Linked DNA regions of Ovis aries: region 2 is linked to region 1. The links are chromatin contacts, called in public Hi-C maps. All regions are on one chromosome and are shown on one strand. The core of a region is the stretch at or near the end of the contact, and the rest is flanking DNA. Distances in the headings are between cores, read along the strand shown. Region 1 holds the start of KLF12 (KLF transcription factor 12). Region 2 has its middle 190 kb from the start of KLF12.

What was found. A called contact is a pair of places that touch in the nucleus more often than the background predicts.
Region 2: a contact with region 1 is called in a Hi-C map of hypothalamus, with 2.9 times the contacts expected there. The contact joins the enhancer-like site here to the promoter of KLF12 in region 1. A contact is called at or near these places in 2 of 16 Hi-C or Micro-C datasets (hypothalamus and mixed tissues).

Annotation. Positions count from the first base shown.
Region 1 is chr10:49,623,880-49,627,613 of ARS-UI_Ramb_v3.0, forward strand. KLF12 (KLF transcription factor 12) reads right to left here and starts at 1,909. Exons shown (of 10, transcript XM_060394530.1): 1 at 1-1,909.
Region 2 is chr10:49,816,552-49,820,081 of ARS-UI_Ramb_v3.0, forward strand. No RefSeq gene overlaps it. Among named protein-coding and RNA genes, the nearest start is that of KLF12, 190 kb to the left of the region's middle. Within about 2 kb of position 1,685, at least 17 of the 54 cell types and tissues checked have an H3K27ac peak or open chromatin away from gene starts, as enhancers often do. A contact at or near this core is called in hypothalamus, where this site is marked.

The sequences.
Region 1 (3,734 bases), core at 659-3,158:
CGACACTTAAACCATCCGTACAGTTAAATTAGAGAGCTGACAATATTAACCACGCGAACTGTTTATCCAGATTACACATTCCGTTGTACTAATACTCTCTAACTCAACACAGTCAGCTTTTACCAGCTGAATTAAGGCTATTACTATTAAAGTATGCAAAACTCGAAGCGCAGGGTGAAGGGGGTTGGGAAGCTGCAGGGCATGTAACAAAGGAATTGGTACTTTTTCCAAGCTTTTGCCCCAAATGCACTTCGAAACTGAACTGTTGAGTGCACCCCACCCTTTTCCCCAAAGATAAAAGTTTTCAAAGTTCTAACAGGCAGTTCTTTGCCCAAGAAAAGCAGGACTGACTCTTCCTGTAGGGAAGCATCTAACGCGAACACCAACTAATGTCGCGGAGGTCAAGTACGAGTCCTCCTCTAAAGGCAAGAAGTGGCTCCCAGGCCGGCTCCGCGGGCTTCCCGCCCGGGTGGCCCTGCAAAGTTGCCCCTTGTCAACTCCGGCCAGGTCCCCCGTAATTGAAAATAACAGCCTCGGGTCAGCCCCCCGGCTACTTCCACAGACCAGGCACTGTAGCAAGTGACAGTTACACATCATTACGACCAGAGACAATAATGAATGTGGCACCGGGACCACTATTCATGCCAGCAGTGTCATCTCCGCTTTAACCCCTTCCCCTCCGCTCTCTCCAGTGCACACCCACAGCCCACACGGCCCGGTGGGGCAGCTCGTCACCCAACTCGCTCTATTCCTGGGGGCAAACTACTTCCACAAGCTCCCCCCCCCCAACCCCCAATTCAGCCCTGGTGTTTTATTTCCCATCCTTGGCAACTGTCAGGCAAACACTGCAAACAACAATTCCACTAGGGATAGAAAAATATTGCTTAATTCAAGCTACTTGATAAGTTCTTTTTAAAAAAATGGGGTGGGGGGGAGAAATCTCCTTTCTTCTCCACGAATCCAACCGACGCTACTTGCTTTGCAAAAGCGTCGCCCTCCCTCTCGCCCCCCCGCCGCCCCGCTTCCCAACACTTTCCCCCTTTAAGAACACAGACCAACCAAAATGACTTAACTTGAGCAGATGACAGAAGAAAAATAAAACACATTAAGAGACTACGGTCTGATCTGGGATGGCACCAGGAAAAAAAAAAAAAAAAGAGGAGGGGGTTGTTTATTTTGATAAGAAACAGAATCGGCACAGACCTGAACAGAAGCTGCAGAGCAGGAGAAATTGTTTTCTTTCCCTCACCCAGAGTCCCCCTCTCTCTCTCTCCCTTTCTCTCGCTCTCACACGCGCGCGCGCACACACTCACGCTCACACACACACACACACACGGCGTCACCCGCGCACACTCACACGCACACTCGCACACGCACGGGCAGAGCCTCTCAGCTGCTCTCTGCAGTTCTCAGGAAATGAATGGGGGGCAACCCAGGGAACTGTTGTACTTGCAAATGACTTACCCGGATCACATGATGCGCTAAATGTAGGGTGGGCCGGTGGGTGGAGGCTGCCGAGACGCGAGCCCGGGTCTAGCGTGGGGAGCCTCGCCAGGCCCGCATCGAATTACCCCGGGGCCCAGCCGAGGGGGTTGCAAGACGCCGCTTCTCCTCCCTTGCAGCCCGCAGCTCAGGAAACCGGAGAGGCGCGGGGGGATGGGGTGGGGAAGGGTGGGGTAGGGTGGGGTGAGTTGGGGGGGCGGGTGGTGAAAACACCAAACCCCCAAACAAAAGAGCTCCGGGTCCTCCTCCCCAGAAACAAAGCCCCGCCGCTGCGGGCGAGCCCCGGGGTGGGGCCGAGGGCGGGGGCGGCGGCGGGGAGGGGCTCGCTCAGCAGGCGCTAAGTCGCTTTATTGCCATAAAATGGGGCCCCCGAGCCGCTCCGCCCGAGGATTAGGAGGCGGGCTCTGAGTGTGATGGTTGAAATCCCCTGTGGGAAACTAACCCCTCCCCGCTCGCAGAGGTAGAAGGCAACACCCACTGCCCGGCCCTCGCCTCGCCGCCCGGGCCGCCGGCTTGGGGGGTGGGTCCGCGGAGCCTCCACCCCGCCCCACCCCGCCCCACCCCTGCCCCCGCCCCCCGGCCTCGGCCGCGCTTCGCGATCACCTGCACCACCTTGCTGCGGCACCCAAAATAACCCACACATGGCCAACACTGCCTTGGGAGCCGCGGGGCGCGAGGGGCCCGCGGGAGGAGCCCCCGATTTCAACTCCTCGGGAGCGGACTCGCGCGGAGCCGCCAGAAAGTCCCCTCTTTTGTGCCAGAGCGCGCTAGGCTGCCTTAGGAAGGGAATTTGGAGACAAATAAAGCGCGGAGCCCGCTCGGCCCACCCCTCCTCCGCCCCCGCCGCTCCCCTCCCGCCCGGGTGGAAACGTGCGGGGAGGGGGCCGGGCGCCCGAGCCGTCCCCGCGGCTCACCCACCAGCTAACTTGGAAAGGTGTGGGCGGAGCCGGCTCCAGCGGCCGGCGGCGGCTCGGGACCGCTCGCGGGGACCGCCCCCGTGGCTCCGGGCATCGCCCGCGCCGGGCAACAATGGGGTCCCGGCCGGGGCGAACGGGCGGGAGGTGCCCTGGGCGCGGGGGCGCACGCGGAGGTGGGGCGCGCGCAGGGCCGGGTGCGGAAGGCGGTGGGGAAATCATTGTTTGGGTTCTCGAGCGACGCAAGTTGCGGGCGAGGCGAGGGCGTCCTCCCGCGCAGCGCTTCACCTTGGCGGGATGAATGGGGGCGAGGCGGAGCCGCACGCCCGGTTCCGGAGCCCCGGGAGATGGGATGCCCGCCCTCGCTCGGAATTTGGGCAGGAAGCGGGAGCTGTAGATACCGGCCAAGGGGCTGCGGGAGAGCGGAGTCCGGCCCTCCCCTCCTCGCTCCCCAGAAGGGAGCCCCGAGAAGCGAGCAGCCCGGAGCTGAGTCCTTGACGCCCTTCCCGAGGGTCCCTCCCTCCTTCGCCGCTTCCGCGCCCCGGAGAGCGGATCGACGAGATTCTGGGGCGGGAGAGAGGGGAGGCGGGCAGCGCGGCCCGGCTCTCCCGCGGCGGCCCAGAGGGCGCGGGGTCAGCGCGGCTGCGAAGGGTCGGCGGGGGCAGGGCGGCGAGCGGACGGAAGCGGGCGCGCTGGGAGCGGAGCGGGCGCGGCGGCGATCGCGTGCGCCACTTTCTTGCAAAGCTGGGTAAGCGCGCTGGGGCGCCCGAGTGGCCGGACACCCCGGCACGGCGCCCCCGAGCCCGCCCTGCGTGGGAAACCACCTCGGCAGTGGGAAGGCCTCGAAGGGGAAGTTTATATTAAGGAGAGAAAGATTTGCAAATGTGGCACGAAGTAGGGGTGGGAAGAGAAACGAGACAGAGGCCGAGAAACAGGAAATGAGACCGAAAGGACGCATTCGAGCCAGGAAAAAGCCCAGTTCTACATTTCGTGTGGCGGTTTTCCAAACACTTCTAGAGGCCCTGTGTGCGTTATTCATGAAAACAAAGGCAGCGCACCGCCTGCTTGTGTTCCATGCCTCCTGCCTCCTCCTGTATGTGAGAATTAGGCAAGGCGGTCCAGCCCGGACGATGATTCCACAGTCCCCTTCTACTTCTCCAGTGGGCCTGCGTCTGAGACACATGAGAGCGGGGGGTCTGTCCTGGTTTTAGGATTTCCAAGAGCCAGTAAGTGAAAGTGGCTGAATAATTGTACCCCAGTCCTTGAGCGAAGCATCCTTAGACTAGGAAAGCATAGGGAGCAGGAAGGTGATGGAAG
Region 2 (3,530 bases), core at 435-2,934, 190 kb after region 1:
TGAGTGTTAACAACAGAGTTATTTCTTCCTTTTCCTCTCTCTTCTCTACCCTCTTTCCTCCTCCTTCTCTCCCTTCTAAATGGGTATATCATGCCAAAATGGATGTGAGGGGATAGGCACAGTTGAAAAGTACAAATACATTAAAGCTATAAACTGATTAAAACAAAGTAGGAAGCCATTAGCACATGTGAAATGAATGGAGGAAAAATTATGCAAGAAACTCTAAGTCTGGGAAGCTACTGAAATTCATGATAAAATGTAACACTGAGCTTCCAGGCAGACTAAGACAGAAAGGGAAACAGTAAAAGAAAGTATTCAGGAGATGACATCTTATATGCAGTTTTTTAAAAGTAGAGATAGTCTTCATATGACTTTGTTAATAAATATTCACGTTGATAAAATACAAGCTGACCTCACATTCACAGTGACTCCTGGGGGCATTTGCATTTTTACAGTGAACTCTGATCTTAGCCCTGAGATGACTCACAAAATCAACATCTGTGGTGTTAGGACCTGGAAGCTAACTGTAAATGGGACACTCTACCATAGTCATCATTTTCTGCACTTGCTTTGGCTTTGTATATGTAATTTGCCCACTGCGTTGGATTCAGTGTGTTCAAGGCCATGGCGGTTTTTGGAATGGGGGCTCAGAAATGGAGACAGAGCCTTGGAGACCATTGTCCAGGAATCATTGAAAACAAGTTGCAGCTATTGTTTTAACGCCCCTTGGAAGAACACCTTGAAATTACTTCCCATCTAACCTCTCAAAAATATTTTAAAGTAAGCTTCATTAATCATGATTAGGCTCTTTCCTAGGCCTTGTCCCAAAGGTCTGGTAAGCTTTAAATCCCTAGTGACACCTGCTGGGCAGACCTCAGCTCACTGCTGCAGGCTCCATCGGCCTACCTCTTCTTTAACATGCAAAGCTGCAGGCTGAGAGGTAAGGGGCTGGCAGGCAGCCTCCTCAGCTCACAGCCAGTCTGCTCATTTCTCTTGCAGGTGACCTTTGCCAGGACTGTACTGCCCTGGAGTCTTCCCAGTACTTTCTCGGGGGCTTGGTGTTCAACCTGTCCGGCCCCCAGGAAAAAGCAGGGATTCATCAAAGTTAAGAGACAGAGAAGGAGCAGAGAGAGGAGCAGACAGTATCCGCCCCCACTTCCAGCCCCAAGTTACTATACGGTTGCTTCTTTGTCTGAAAACTCCGAGGTGAAAGATGCTACTTGAGCCGTATGTTTTGTTCCAGCACAAACCCAATTATGCTATACTTGCTTATATCTGAACATATTGGTTTATCTTACATAGAGTTTAATTGATGCAAACTTGAACTTCAGTATGTTAGATTTTCTGAGAAAACACCATGCCTGTGGATTTAGATTGCTGTGTTTTTCTCTGAACAAAGCAAAGAGGAGCCAGGCAATTACACCTTAGGTCTGTTCCTTTCTTCTGGATTCACCAGCCATTACAAAAATAGTGTTTAACCTCTTGTCGGACTACCTCTGGTGTCCTTTACTGTCCAATTGCAAAATTTCTTGCAGAGCCAACATCTGCCTCCTTGGACAGATCAACTAGTGTGCAAAGTCGGTGTTAGCTGATCAAGCGTGGCTTTGTTTGCGCTTATTCACAGCGCATCCAGCACTGCGTAAGTGGTTTTGCATATTAACTAAGTGCACAGTAACCTTCCTTTCCCTCCTCAGAGCTCCACCCCCTCCCACCAGGCCTCCTCGGGAAATCAACACTGTTACTCACTGAGGAAGCTGCCAAGAGGTTGCCATGGCAACTGTTCTGCTTTCAGCAGCTACTTTTCTGGTTTGAAGGTTGGGGGGGGGGCGGTGGGGGCGGGCAGGAAAAAAAACTGAGGAGAACTAGGCAGCTTTCTGATCAGAGTTCAGATAAAGAGGGTCACAGTCATTTGCGGGCGCCGCCTAAAATAACCCCGCGGATTTGACAGTTACAGAAAAGAAGCAAATAGACAAATCCAAAACGTAAGTCCAGTGGAAGGACAAATGTCCAGGTATTTGGAAGTGGTCTTAGGCGGAAGCATTGCCAGCAGATATCAGTGCATCTCATCCAGGATGCAGTTTTACGAGTCTTTTCATTTTTGTCCAGAGCCAAACAAAGATAATGGGTTTTATTAGATTATAAACAGCAAGGGGGTAAAACAGCCCCAGAATGGGAATGTAACATCTGAAAGTCATTTTCTAAAACTTCATTCAGCACGGGAACAATGCCGCATTCAAGCAGTATGAGCGAAGGACGCGTGGTGCGCCAGGTCAAGCCAGTGACCCCTGAGCTCCTCTCTCCCCGAGTGGCTTGCCAAGGTTGGCCTCGGAACAGTCTCCTTTCAAAGGAAGGGCTGGGATTAGGCAGGGAAAGGTGTAAAAAGTCAAAAAGACTGCTGGCTTTCAGCGACAGACAGACACAGCTGTGCTGAAAACTGCTCCAGACACCTGGTTCCTGGGGTCTCAGCAACTCCTTGTGAAATAGCCCAAAATTTTCGGTGGTCCCTGGAAAAAAGCTGTCGGGGCTCGGGCAGGGCCAGTTCAGGAGGGTGGCAGTGAGTTCGACAGTCTACTCCCCATCCTTCCTGTCTCCATTCCTCCCATCCCCAGCGCACACCTGCTCCCCACCGGCCAACCAGCTTCTCAGCGTTGCTCTGGTTCACCTTCTCTTGCATTATTTATTCGGCGGTGATAAAATTGTAGTGCTCTAGCCGTCCACAGACAAGCTACTATTTTCTGTAGAGGTTTATTCAGAACCCAGTAACAGCTACAAGACCCAGATAATTTAAAGGCATTGTAAGTTACAGAGGCAAAACACATGCAGAGTCTAAATGGCTTGGTAACATATAGGGTCATGTTGGTGGCATTGTCATTAATGTTTGATGACAAGATTATTGATATTAAGGGCATGGCAACCCACTCTAGTATTCTTGCCTGGAGAATTCGATGGACAGAGGAGCCTGGTGGGCTATAGTCCATGGGATCGACAGTACCTGGAAGTGACTGACACTTTCACATTTTCACTAGGATCTCAGAGTCAACACCTCTTTAAGGACATGGAGCATGTTTGAAGTAAAAAGAGCCAGCTCTTTTTATGTAACAACTTGTTTCTGACCTGAAATTTTGGCCTAAGGTTTAGTCTGAACATTTGTGTCTCCCCCACCCCCAGCTTCATATGTTAAAATTCTAACCCCCAGAGATGATGGTGTTCTCAGGTGGCCATTGAGGGGGTTTAAGTCATGAGGGTGGGGCCCTGAATGGGATTAGTGCTCTTATAAAAGAAACCCACAGAGGTCCCTGTCCCCTTCCACCATGTGAGGACCGAAGGAGGAGACAAGGAGAAATCTGTACCTGGAGAGGTCCCTCACCTCACCCTGATCTCAGGCTTCCAGCCTCCAAAACTGTGAGAAATACGTTTCTGCTGTTTATAAGTCACTCAGTCAGAGGCAATTTGTTTGTGTGTTAAGTCGTTTCAGTCATGTCCAACTCTTTGTGATCCTATGGACTATATAGCCTGCCAGGCTCCTCTGT